2 separate regions of the Mus musculus genome follow, and region 2 is linked to region 1. Evidence: chromatin contacts called from public HiChIP or PLAC-seq data. All regions are on one chromosome and are shown on one strand. Each heading gives the region's core, a stretch centred on a gene start, on an enhancer-like site or on the middle of the called end of the contact. The rest is flanking DNA. Distances are from core to core; before and after follow the strand shown.

Region 1 (7,274 bases), core at 1,504-4,003:
CTGTGTCTGAAAAGTTGAAAGCTAGGGAGTCGAGTGTACTGTTAAAACAATGGGGAAGAGCTTGGGTAGACAGGGGTTCCATGGAACAAGCTGACGAGCCAGACTACTTCAGTGAGCTCTGAGTTTGATTGAGAGAGCCTGACTCCAAGGGCAAGGTGGAAGAGTGATGGTGAAAGCTTCCTGACATCAACCTTGGGCCCCCAACATACACACCACCGGAGTCACAGACAGGAATAAAAAAGAAAACAGTGTGGAGCTCTGTGCGAGAAACGTGTTCTGCTGATGCAAAGCAAACTTAGGGCAGAAGTCAAGGGCTAAAGGGGGCATGAAAGGGGGGACTATAGGGCTGGTATTGCAACTCAGTGATAGGATGGATTGTCTTGTACACTGAGGCCCTAGATTCAATCACCTATACCACTAAAAGAGGAGAAGGAAGAGGAGGAAGGAAGGAAGCCATTGCCTTCGGTCTGGGATTGTAGCTCAGTGACTGTGTACTTGGCTCCTATGTATGAGGCCCTTAGTTCAATTCCCAATATTGACTTCTTAAAAAGATACACTTTCCAAACATTAGCTCTAAACTGTCCAAAATGCAATACTCTTTGCCAGAAAGACTCTGGTACAGTCTTCTGGAGGGCTTTCATGTAGTTTACAACCATCCTATACCATCCCAGCAGACTCCCCAGTAACACTGGCATGGATACAGCTTTTGAGCATCCTTAGGATTAAATAACTAATGTTAAATTGAACTCTGTTTAGAAAAGTTATTTTAAGGTTATTTTAACCTAGGCTTGCTGACAAGAATGTGTAACCCCAGCAATTTGGGAGTCGGTAGTAGGAGGATCACAAGTTCAAGGCCTACTTGCAATACATAGTAAAACCCTATCTTAAAAAAAATACTTAAAAATATAAGAGGTAATAAATGGGCTAGAGATAGATGAGAATATGACTCAGTTGGACCCTTTTGCTGTATACATGAGGACCTGAGTTCATGTTTAATATTAATGTGTTTATTTTATGTATAAGTACACTATTGCTGTCTTCAAACGCACCAGAAGAGGACATCCGATCCTGTTACAGATGGTTGAGAGTGACCATGTGGTTGCTGGGAATTGAGCCATCTCTCCAGCCTCCCTCCGCCACCACAAAAAAATAAATTTTTAAAGAAAAATATTCTTAAGAACAACAGCAGCAACAGAACCAATTTCCCTGGGGTCTGCAGAGGAGGATTGTGAGAAAGCAGCAGCTGGGGGCTCCAACAATAGGAAGAAGGTCCTGAACAATGGGTTGGGAAGAACTCTGAACAGGATAGAAGGGCGTCATTACTAGTGTGGCCTTGCTCCTCCCTGCCACAGGCAGGATGGGCCTAGGAAGTACCAGGAAGCCCCCATGTTGTACCCTCCCTGCCCTGCTTCTGTGTCAGGGAAAACAGTGCCTGGGATCTCAGCATCAGAGATGTTTACATCAGTGTAAAACAATTCCTGCCTCTCATCCCCAACTCAGCAAGAATCCATCTTTGTTTCTTCTGCATGTTGCAGCCTTGTTTGACAATATAATGAGGGTTTCTAAGCCAGATGGAAAATGGCTCACCTGAGTGTTTAATGTCAAGGCTGCCAAGGCATTTGGCCCCCAGGCACTCCCATCTCTGGGGAAGGGGTTGCAGGCCTCTTAGCTCCAGCCAAGGGCTCTAAGCTGGCGTCTTGCCCCACTAAGCCACTTTTGCAACAGCAGAAAGGCAGGAGCTTCTGTCGGCTTCCATTTCCTGAAGTGTGCCTGAGGTGTCACTGAGGTGCCTGGGTGGAATTTGTTCCATCAAATCCCTGGAACAGCTCGAGATGGGAAGGGGTGGAGTGTAATCACAGAAAAACAAGCGGATTGGGAGGTGACCTCAGTTGGGAGTTGGTCTGTGGATTGGCTAGATGTGGCAAAGGGAGGGGCATCTGGGCTCCTGCCATCACATAAGCCTAAGAAACTTCCCAGGGAACTTGCCACACAGCCTCTACAGCCTACAGTAAGACTATGATGCCAAGACCACTTGGAAGTCAAATCTACAGAAGGAACAAGAACAGCATCCAATTAACATAAGACCACAGGGAGCCATCGAGGAAAGAGCTGCATGCAGAATGTGACTAGACTTAGGAGTATTCCTTGCCAAGCTTGCCCTGAGCAGTTAATAGCTTTGAATGCATCACATTCTACTCAAATCTTTGTTTTCCTCTCACCTCTAACATAGAGCCCATAACGCTTATGTACTGGGCCCTTGTGGTGTTTGCAGGTCTTTCTTTACCTGATTTGAAATGAAGGACTGTCCTAGACCAGACTCTAGCATCTACAGAGTGCTCGAGATACAAAATGGTTGAGGTTGAGCGTGAGGATTGTTGATAGAACTGTTCTTAACATTCGAGGGGCCCTGGGTTCCAGTACAGAAAACTAATCAATCAATCAGTCTGGAAACATTTTTGCCAGCGTTTAATCTACAGCAGTTGGATCAACCAGTTAACTGAGGAACAGAAAGAATATGGTCATTTGAGGAAGGGCACAAAATACAGGCCTTAAAGGGAGCACTCTGGGGGCTCCAGGAACCATGAAGAACTAAATCATCACTCTAAATGAAGAGATTTCTTTCAGTTCAACTCAGTCTTCTAACCTGCTTTGAAAGGAATCAGTCTCATTGCCACTTCCTGACACTAGAGTGCCGCCACTTCCTCTGCTGGAGTGTGTCTATTTCCTGATGCTAGGGTGCTGCTACTTCCTCTGCTGGAGTGCCTTCACTTCCTGGTGCTTGAGAACTGCTACTTCCTATACTAGAGTGCCTCCACTTCCTATCCTGGAGTGCTGGCACTTCCTGGTGCTGAAGCATGAAGCCATTCATCGGTTGAGCTTTGCACCTCCCCATCTCACTGGTTTTACCCAAGGATGAGATAACATCCAGAAATGCCGTTTGTGAAGATCCGTACTGTGAACTTGGCAGGAAAACTTATCACTAAGAGACAAGTCTCCGAAATGTTTCTAGATTACATTGAGGTGAGAAGATTTGGCAGAAAGGTGGGTGTTGTTGTCCCAGGGGCTAGTGTCTCTGAATAAGAAGGGGAGAGCAACCATGCATCAGATCACCTCTGCTTCCTAGCTGTGTATACTGTGACCTCTTGCTCTCACGACCACACATCCCACGGCTAGGAAACAGTAGGCCAAAATAAACCCTTCCTTCCCTAAGATGTTTTTTTTTTTTTTTTTTTTTTTTTTTTTGGTCACAGTTACAAGAATACTGTTGCAACTGAGAATGATGACCATACCTTTAGTCTCAGTACTTCAGTACTCGGGAAGCATAAGAAGGTTGCTGTGTGAATTTGTGGCCAGACTAATCTACATAGGAAGTTGCAGGCTAGCCAAAGATATACAGGGAGACCTTGTCAAGAAAGAGAGAGAGAGAGAAATAAGGAGAGAAAGAGAAAGGGAAGAAGGGAGGGAGGGAAGAAAGGAAGAAAGAGAAGGAGAGAAGGACATAAGAAAGGAAGAAAGAAAGACAGAAAGAACAAATGAAAGAAAGGAAGGGAGGAAGGAAGGAAGAGAGGGAGGGAGGGAGGGAGGGAGGGAGGGAGGGAGGGAGGGAGGGAGGGAGAAAAACTATCCATAAAGGTGCAAAGGGCGGTTCTCACATACTGTTGGTAACCCACATCTTTCTAGTTGGTCTTAAAGCCCACTCAAGACGAGGTAATTTATGCACAGCAATAGAAATCTAGCCGGGGCTACTTAGATCATGAACCTTGGAAAAGAATCTACTACCTCTACTTCCTTAGACCAACACAATTCCTTACAATGCTCTCAATTTTCTCCTTATACCTACAGGCAAGTGCAGCTCCTGCCTCTCATCAAAGAAGCCACTGTTTGCATCAAATGGAGAGCACCACAGAAACTTACACCAGGACACATAGACCAGAAAGAGTCCAGCCCTAACAGATAAACCTCCATTACAGCTTCTGCATCTGTGACTCAGGGAACATCATAGAGGATGGTGGAGGGGAGATTATAAAAGGCAGGATACCAGGATGTGTGCTGCCAAACGGTCTCTCTTAGAAATGGCTGAACAAACAAGTCTGGAACAATGGTAATTGTCATGTTAACATGGAAGGGGAAATTCCATAGGTCCTGTCCCACCCTAGACAAGAAATTAAATGTGACTAATGACTGTAGAGAGAGGGAGAATTAGCCACACCTAGAGGTGAGTCCTTTTATCGCCCATTCAATGCAGAGTGGTCCCTTATAAAACCACATACACACAGACGACAAAAGCACACTCAGAAGGTTGTGTCCGTACATTTGTGCACACATATACACACATACATATGTTGTCATATACATATACACATACCTACACATATGTGTGTGCATACATATATATATATATATATATATGCATATATAGTGTAACATATGTATGTAGCAATAATAATTAAAGGAAAGAGGCTACCAAATTAAGAGTGGCAGACATGAAGAAAGGAGAGGTAGGAAAGGGAAGGGAGAAAGTGATGTAATGCTATTTTAACTACAAATATATTTTAAAAATACAATCAACCATGAAGGGCCAATTATCAAAAAGATTAAAACATAATACTTTTTAAAAAAAGCACTGTCGAAAAAATGGAAAGATACAAATACAAATGGATATGCCAAAGGTTGGCAAGAGACAGTCAAATGGATTGTTTTTATCAGTTTTAAATGGTTTGCCTTATTTTAAAATAGAGATTGCACTCTACTGCGACACAGTGTTGCCTTGCACAGTCTTGGTAACAGTGAATCTCCACTAGCTGCTAATCTGCTTGAAGGACAGGTGAGGTTTGGAGACTCACCCACAAAGGTGCTTGGCCCACAATAGTCTCTCATATCCACAGAGGAATTAGTGAAAATGGGACTTGATGGGGCCGGAGCACCTAAGATGCAGCACAGCTGTGTTTCTCTTTCTCTCTGTTCTCTTTGACATGATGACGTTGCTCTTAGTTATTCCCAATGAGGCTGGATTTCATAATTTAGATGTAGAGGAAAACCATAAATGTCAACTTCCTGTGTGGATGCGCGTGTGCATGTGTGCGTGCATGAGTGTGTGCATGCATGCATGTGTGTGAGTGCATGCATGAGTGTATGTGTGTGCATGAGCATGCATTCGTGTGTGTGTGTGTGTGTGTGTGTGTGTGTGTGTGTGTGTGTGTGTGTGTTTGAGGGGTTACTTTCTTTTTAAGTGCATGGGAGTGAAGTGAACACCAAGCAGTCTGAATTGCACACAGCTTGCCTGTCCCCAGTGGTAGTTTGCCGAAAACCCAAGGAAACCAGACCTTAAAGTAAGAGGAAAATCTCCAGTGGAGAATGTGGGTCAGTGAAATGAGGTAGAGAAGCAAAGAATTGAGCCCGTCACACAAGAGACATGCTGGCCAGAACAAAGGAGAGGCAGGCCACCGTTTCCCTGCAGATGGCCTCCAGAACATCAGAGCCCAAATAGACCTGGACGTTCTTAGAAAATTGAGATGTCCCTTTTAAAAAATGATCTCTGCAGTTATCACTGGGGCAGCTCACTCCTTGAGGGCCGTTAACCTTCTGCCCTTCATCCCTAACCTTGAGATCCCGAGGGCATCTGTCTAAGAGACTGGCTTCCAGAGGGGGGTCAGCGTTCCTCTCTTAAGAGCCCCCAGAGCAAATGACTGAACAGATTAGGGTGGGTTAGACAGATAACAGCTCAGACCTTTTTACAAGCCCAGTTTTCACTCCACACTCCAATTCCCTTCTGTGCCCCACCGTCTCTCCCAGCCCAATGGCTGGATAGGATTACCGAAATATCTCTGCGCCAGCCAAGTACGTGGAACTGTGCAAAGCCAGATGTTCTTGTAACCCTGTTTTACTGAGTTATTTATATCCATATAATATTTGACATTTCCTGTGTTGTTAAAGAGTTGGGGGCCTTTGACATATTTTTTAAAAGGACAGGGCCGACTTTTTAGTTTTTTTTTCTTTGATGCCCAGCACCAGAAATAAGTATTATGGAGAGGGTCTGTAAACAGAAGCCCAGATACCTAAAGTCTACCTTAGTTTAATGCCTTTCATCTTAAGTGATCTTCAAGAACATAAAGATGCTGAAACCCCCTAGACAGAGCATATGAATTAATCGCCCCCTCCCCGCCCCCAATAATAGGATATATACTCCTGAGCCTACAACAAGCTATCCAGTATACAAAGGAAACCTTTTTTTAATAAATATGGGAAACATAATCTGAATTTCTGGAGCTAAACTTTATGGACACCTGATACATAAGCAATGCCATCTCTCCAAACTTGGCAGATATGGAAAGGGCTGGTTAAAAATTCTTCAGCCTTAGTAAAATATTAGCTGGCAGAATTTTCTGACTAAATGAAATAATGGAAACTTTATAGAGTTAAAAGTATTTGGTGGATCCCGTGGGGTGGTGATCATCCAAACAGTGAGGGATAGTTGATATTATACATAGTTATCATTCTGCTTTCTTTGTTGTAAAAATCCATTCACACACACACACACACACACACACACACACACACACACAACCACTCCTTTTAATGTTTGAGATAAAACAAAACAAACAAATGAACAAAAAAACAAAACAAAAACAAGACAAAACAAGCTTTCCCCTAAAGAGGATGCAACAAAGAGAGAGGTTCTAGTTTATCTCCAGTTCTCAGTTAGTCTGTTCACTCAGCACAGGCTTCAGTGGGCAGCACAGGAAGATAGGACATACAGAGAACTCTCCCATCTCCAGAGTTGCCTTAGAACATCTTTTAAAAAGTAAGCAACCTCTTTTTGTTAGACGTTGTTGGACACACCCCCCCCCCCATGAATGTTCTTTTTAAGTTGAAGGGTTGTGCACATATGACTGTCAAGGGAAACCTCCGAAACACACAGTCTTCTCTTCTGCTCTTGCTTACCCTCTCCACTCTGAGGCTAAGGCCGTCCTGACAAACCAACTTCTGTCTGCTGCTTTACCAAAACAAGATGTTACAGCCTGCTGACTAACCTGAGCACAGAGAGCCCACCCACTGCAAAGCAGTCCAAATTCTGGCAAATCTTCTAAACTGTGCTAAATCCCAAACAATATTCAAACAATGGACCAGAGCCTCTCGCAACCGATGGGAGAAGAGCGTTCGGGCACTGGCTTGCTCAACCCTGTCATCAACTCTGGACCCTTTGCCCAGTTCTATGCTAAGAATTGAGGGGCTCTCCACTGCAAAAGCTGGAATGATCTAGAAGGTCAGAGACT
Region 2 (7,009 bases), core at 1,115-3,614, 350 kb before region 1:
TGGTTGGAAAGGGAGGCCTGTGATACCAGGTCTGGCTACCATGTGGCTTCTTTAGAGGGGCAATTTCCACTTTACAGTCTGAGAGTGAATACATTTTTCTGATGGGTTTTATCATTTTTCAAAAGTGGATCTAATCAAAGAATTCCATCTGAACAAATTTATCCACAGCCTAGTGACACCCATAAATTTAGTCTGGAGGTATTACACATAACCCATCAGTGTGATCTCAAGAAGATTGTATACTGAGCCTTATCTTTGAGGAATTCATAGGTAAGAGAAGGCATGTAGCTGTTGATTTCAACATCATATGGTAAATTCTAATTATCTCTTAAAAAGAAGCGTTGAGTGTAATTTGATGAACCAAGGAAAGGAAGCAGATCTAGCTGGTTCTGTGTGTGTGTGTGTGTGTGTGTGTGTGTGTGTGTGTGTGTGTGTGTGTGTGTTTAGGGTGAGGCAAGAGGAGAGATAATCAGGGGGAACTTTAAGAATTATGCTATTGATTTCTTAATAATGAGATCTTCATTTCTCATCACCATCTACAACAGAAACACTGTGTTTAAAAGAGTTCCCTTCTCGCTTCTCTGGACTTTCACTATAACAGTCTCCAGTCTGATTGTGCTAATAAAGTATAATGACAACACGGAGATTAGAAAACATGATGGAGATTTTCTGTGTTCCTCTCCTATCTAAAAAACCCTCTGTCACCCAGAACTAAAAATACTAAAATGGAAGATAGAAAACCTGAATCCCCTCCCTCTCCTTGGCTAAAATGACATGACTGACTCCATCTCTCATCCCAGTCAGGCAAGGATCTTGTTCTCTACTTCTTTGAATTATCAGAAGAGCTGGACGGCATCCTGAGATAGTCTTCATGCTCCCTGCAACATTCTCCCAGGGCTCAGCCTTACAGAAGATGGAAGGCCTTTTAGTAAAGCAAAAAGACAGGCCAAACTTCTTAAGAACATGACAAATGTTCAAATTTTGTCATGTTTTATCTGGTATTAAAAGCTTGTAGAAATTTCTTCAATCAGGAAACAGTTTCTGGGTCCTACCACAGATTAGAACCAAAAGTTAAAATTCAACTTCCTATGTAAGGCATAGATAAATGACTAGTGTTACTGGAGAAGGAGTAACAGCTAGGCTAATCTTGATGGTTTTTTATCAAGCAGATGATTAAGAAGCAACAGCTAAGTTTTTGGCTTATAGTCTTGGCTTGGATCCAACACTTGATATAGCAAAAACTAATAAATAAGGGCTGGTGAGACGAATCAATGGCTAAAGGCATCTGTCCCCATGCCTGACAACCCATGTGGTGGAAAGACAGAACTGACTGCACACATTGTCCTTTGATCTACACATGTGTACCTGGGCATGCAGGCACGCGTACACACACACACACACACACACACACACACACACACACTTGTAACAAAATACAGTAAACTATGTTTAAATGTAACTGTTGACTATTTAAATAAATTTATATAATATTTAAATGTTTCAACTTTACAAACATTATTAAGTAACTCATTCTATCTTAAAATTACCTCCATGATTATATACTAAATTCAGAAAATTCATTTATAACTTGGATTCATACCAACAAAGACGAAAAGACATGTTCTTAATATGATGAATAAACTATAACCTCTCATATTCCTGTAATTGTCTTGACTGCTCAGAAACCCAGGCAGTGCTAAAGCTCAAAGTAACTTCACCAGCCTGTGCATCTGTGTCTTCTTAGGCGTGTGCTCTACAGATTTCTATCATGAGAAGATTTTCAGAGCATTTTGCTCCCAGCTGCAGATTTACAATACTACCAGCGTATTGACAATTCTAAGACACCAAACAAGAAATGCTTTTACTCTTTTTGCTCATCTCTTCCTAAATGGAGGCATCCACAGAACCCACCTCCACCTGATACCTTTTATCCCAGATCACATGAAATCAAAACATTAGCAACCTTGTTATGGTTGGTTTCTTTCTTCTCCTGGTCTAGGTTATTTTTTGGTTTTCTTCTTTCTGTATCTACTTAGGATGCACAAATTAAAACATAAACAACAAACTGTGGACATGGGTCTGTGTGTGTGTGTGTGTGTGTGTGTGTGTGTGTGTGTGTGCGTGTGCATGCTCACACACATATGCACATATGGAGAGTGGCAGAGGGGATTAGAGAGAGGAGAAATCAGTTCTCCTCTGCAGCTCTATTCTTGTCCCAGTGGCTATCTTTGTGTACTGTGCTGTGTGTATATTTGTTAAAAATCAGGTCACCGTTTCAGTTAGGCTGCCCCACTATTGGTCCCCAGTTGTTCCTGGCAGGGCTGTACATGAACAAGAGCCTTCTAGGGAAAACCCAAAGTCTTTCAGGAAGTGGTCTGTGATGGTGTGCTATAGTAACTGATGAGTTTCCTTCTGAGTCAGGGATACCACAAGGGGGTCCCCAGGAATTGACATCTCTCTGAGAAGATAGAAAGATATTCTGAGACTGAAGTCATGACTGCCTCTTCTGTAGCTAAGGACCCTGGAGATTAATAGAATACCAACCAGATCTGAGTCCAGTTCCTCCGCACTCCAAACGCCTCTCACTTCTTATTGCTACCCTTGTCTGCAGCACCTGTGGCCTTTGCTTTTGGTTTCAGCTCCTTTACTCTGAAAGGCAGGCCCGCAGACTGCATCTCCTTGTCATGGAGGTACCTGTTGGACACATTTTACATTTGCTCCAAAAGCTTTCCTGTGAAAACACTCAGCTAAAAATACTTTTGGAGAACATAGTCTGCATGAACAACAGGAGCCAACCCTTCTCCAACATGGAAAGGCCTTTAGCTCCCTCCTTCCACTGTCTCCAGGCACACAGTCCTCTAAGACACCTCTGGTGTCTTATAAGAAATTAATATGGCTGCATGGAGGCTAGTCCTCATGATTTTGTCAAACTCATGAGCAAAATAATTGTAAAATGAAAATAAACAGGTGTGCTTACACCTTGCATTTCTTCTTTAGGCAGTGTATATCTAAAAAAAAAATAATAATAATAATAAAAAGAATCTAATGATGGCCATGAGCAACTTCATGGTCAAGTAAAGCCTAGGAAGTGTGTGGTTCTTAATAAAAAAAAATGAGTTGAGTAAATAAAGAAATAGACTCACAACAGTGTCTTCAGAAACTACCAACATTGGTGTTTTACTTAGGCAAGAAAAAAAAAAATCCAGGACATTAAATAATTAGGTCACCCACTATCACCCAAAGAAGTGCTTCCTCAAGAGAAACACACATCTTGCCCAGCAAAGCCAAAGTGTGAGTCTTCTGGTCTGTACCAGTGGCAGGACACGGTAGATACCACCTGAATAAGCGGGCCCTTGCTAAGTGACATAAGTCATATCCTATAGGACAAACACTGCAAGAATCTACATAGATCAGGTATTCAGAAGAGGTGTGAAGATTAATTCAACATGTACAGGAAGAAAATAGAATGGCAGTTAGTTACCAGGCACTGTGTAGATGGGTAGAATTGGGAGTTGGTATTACATGAGTGCAGAGTTTCAGTTTGGGGATGTGATATAGAATAGATCTGCAGATGACCATGGCAGTGGCTGCATTACACTGTCATGCACTCAGTGCCACGGATTTAGGCCCTGTAAAATGGTAAGGCAGTAAATTTAATTTCATGTATAATTTAAAACTTAGGGAAAGAGGACTGGAAAGAAGGCATTAGAGAGTGCAAGCTGTCACACCAGTATTTGGATCCCTACACGTAGGTGACAAGCAGGCAACACGCAAATGCCCAGTATCTAACTCCAAAGGATCTGACACTCCTACCTGACCAGGGAATGTGTACAGGCATATGCACCCACATATGCACAGGCATTCACACACATATACAAATAAATGGCTACATCTCTTTTTAAAATTCAAGGTAAGTGGTTAAGGGTTAAGGTTATATATAATATTCTAAAACTAATATCTGCAATTTCTTTACAAATATAAATTTATTTTCCCCTAATCACAAAAAGGTTTATTTAACACATCACACACACACACACACACACACACACACACACACACACACACACACACACCGGAGTGACAGAGACATACACACAGAGAGAATGAGAAAAACACATTCCTGGATTTCACACTAAACTTTTGGGATGTAGGATATTGGCAAGTGACCAAGATGCCACATTTCAACACATCTAAACTTTAAGAACCACTAGGTTTAAACTGTGCCTAATGATCGTTGGTTTTTTTTTGTTTTGTTTTGTTTTGTTTTGTTTTGTTTTTGTGTGTGTGTGTTTTCTTTTCTTTTCTTTTGTTTTAAATTACTGTCTTCCTACTTTGACCAATGGATGAATAAAAGTTAAGTAAGAATTCTCAGAACCATTTTTTGATGCAGATAGTGCCTTAGCACCATGCTCTTACCAGATTTCTGATCCCAAAATGGGCCACTAGCATTGTATCTAACTCCTGAATGAATGGTGTTGAGATAGCCATCTTTGTTTTTCCCTAAATCTCACCTCTGTCCCTACCCCCTTCCACCTCTCTGCCTTGTAAAAAGGCTCTAACCCTGGGAAATGGAGTGCACTGATTGGGTCGTGACCAGGCTTATTTTTCTCTTTCCCTGTCACTTCCAGTGACCCCTCCAGCAAGGGTCACAGCCAGATTTGAAACTAAATACAAGAACAAGAAGTAGGAAAGGGTGACAAGGGCATCAGGCTATAAAACCTTCTTGTCCCAACTGATACAGACAATAAAAGAAGGGACAGGCCTGCAGCCCATGTCACAGGTATGGCAGCCTGGGGACTTGGAAGGCAGCCAGCCTTGATCACTCTGGGAGCCCAAAGTCTCTGGCTCCCAAATGCTTGCCTTCTCTGGGTGCAAAATGTGATGTTTGGAAGAGAAGCATTCTCAGGGCTTCCCCCACCTCTGACGGTCTGCAATTGCTTAGAATTAAACAACCCTGCCCTAAAATAATCTCCATTGTCAGCATCATCGTGGCTTGCACCTTTGTTAGCACAAGGTTTTTAAAGAAAGAATCTGGCACAAGGTTGACTCAAGTAATGTTTCGAGCAAGGGAAATCATCAGCTCTTCCAAACCTCCGAGACAAAGGGGTGTTGAGTGAGAAAAGGCAGCACTGTATCTGAGAGACTATCTGGGGGCATGTGTGGATCATACTGTGATGTGTATATAAACGATCTCTCACCTGCTGTATAAGGTACATTAAGGAAAAGGAAATTATGATAAGGTTAGATATTCAGAGAAGATGTCAAAGGGCATGATTGTGGCCCTGGGGTTTCTTCTCCCTTTTCTCCTGACCAATTACTACTCACAAGTGGATCAAGAAAAAAAAAAAAAAAAAAAAAAAAAAAAAAAAAACCACTAGAGAACCTGAATCAGTTGGTCCAATCTTTATTTTAAAATTCAAGACCCCAGAATTTGGGGGTCAGGCACCTGCTGCTCAAACCTGGAAAGTGTTCATCCAACAGTGGTAATGACATCCAGCATAAAGTCAGTATTTATTTAACTGCACAAGAGAAATGGCCAACTGAGAGCTAACCCAGAGAGGCCAAGAGAGCACACAAGAAACAAAAGCAGCAGAAATGTTTCAGGGTGAAGGATTCCCTCCCTTTTGCCAGGATTCTCTTGGGAATGAACCCCTCGAGCCAGCGGCGTCCTTAAACGCCAAGTTCCTGCTGTTGGCCCCCGGGAATAGAAAGCTTGGGAGGCGATGCCATGGGCCATCTCGAATGTTCTTATTCCTCTTGCAGCCTTGTTCCCCCTTCTGTATTGGATGATCACTCTGCTAGGTTTGTGGACACTAAATGTCAGGCCCATTTCTGTAATGATCGTTGAATTTCTCTGGAATGTCGAAGAGGGACGGGGAGTGTTTAAGCAGCTACTCAAAGGTCACTCACGGGTGTAGCATATTTCTCTCATTCTAGGAACCGAAGTCATTTTTGAAAAGCTCATATTTAGGCAACTACCTGTAGCTAAAAATAGAGGCCAAGACTGGTGAGAGATTGGTAGCTGGAGGATGTGAGACCTTAGCACTTTCTGAGAAAGCAATGGCTGTGACCTCCCAGCCTAAGCAGGGTCTAAGAGGAAAGAGTTTAACTCAGTCCGAGAACATGGATAACAGAGGTGGGCTGTGAGGCCCAGAAGTGCTGAGTGAGCACCTCTGCTTTGCATTTTCAGATAGAAAGAGACAGCATGGATGAATAAGTCACAGCTGGCCATGCTCCTGCATCAGCTCTACTCCTTTTCTGCCTAGTGAATCTGGACAAGAAAATTAAAGCCTTCAGTTGGAATGATGTAAATATTCAACAAAACCATTTCTGTATACCTTCTTCTGCTTGCCTGGGACAATTTCTGTTTCTCAATATCTTTCTGTAAACAGTTAAAATGAACAGCTTCTGTGTATGAATAGATGTCTTTTAGAAAGTTCTAGAAATAATAACAATCCCCCTGTCTTGGCACCTTCCCTTCTCATGATTGCATTGTTGACTTTGCTGAGTGTGTTTGATCCAGATAATTTTCTCCTTTTCAACTCTGTTTCATACATTGTTGAAAACTCAGCTCAACCGGCTACAAGATTCTAGAAAGGGGTCCACAAACCCTGTCACTGAGTGTTTCTTGGGTTTGTCAGTTGAATTTACTATTATTCTGGTGATACAGATTAGACTCAGATAGTCCCTGAGCACAAATCAATTGCTAAATCCTCCCACCAATGGTTGCTGGCTTTCTTTGAGTCACAAGGAATCATTAAGTGACAAACAAAAAGTGGAAAACCCTATCGTACATACTATCCCATTACCTGGGCTGTTAGCTTGGAAGGTGACCTTGTATGACACTTCTCCAATGAGCGGAGGAGCTGTGATGGAACAATTGTCAGAACAGAGAAATGACTGGAGGACATGTGGGTCAGAGCCTTGGAACAAACAGAACTGCATGTGAATGAATGCTTGTTCTTCTAAGGAGCTGCTTACTATAAAGTTAGGCCTGAGAATCACTAGG

Evidence for each region. HiChIP or PLAC-seq counts read pairs in DNA pulled down with a chosen protein or histone mark.
Region 2: a contact with region 1 is called in an H3K27ac HiChIP or PLAC-seq map of thymic regulatory T cells, with 6 times the contacts expected there. The contact joins two enhancer-like sites. A contact is called at or near these places in 2 of 115 datasets of contacts at active chromatin or transcription factors (bone marrow-derived macrophages and thymic regulatory T cells).

Annotation. Positions count from the first base shown.
Region 1 is chr9:32,566,305-32,573,578 of GRCm38.p6, reverse strand. No RefSeq gene overlaps it. Among named protein-coding and RNA genes, the nearest start is that of Gm31871, 25 kb to the left of the region's middle. Within about 2 kb of position 2,753, at least 24 of the 459 cell types and tissues checked have an H3K27ac peak or open chromatin away from gene starts, as enhancers often do. A contact at or near this core is called in thymic regulatory T cells, where this site is marked.
Region 2 is chr9:32,911,211-32,918,219 of GRCm38.p6, reverse strand. Gm27162 (predicted gene 27162) reads left to right here. Exons shown (of 4, transcript NR_131058.1): 2 at 6,191-6,307. Among named protein-coding and RNA genes, the nearest start is that of Gm27162, 14 kb to the left of the region's middle. Within about 2 kb of position 2,364, at least 31 of the 459 cell types and tissues checked have an H3K27ac peak or open chromatin away from gene starts, as enhancers often do. A contact at or near this core is called in thymic regulatory T cells, where this site is marked.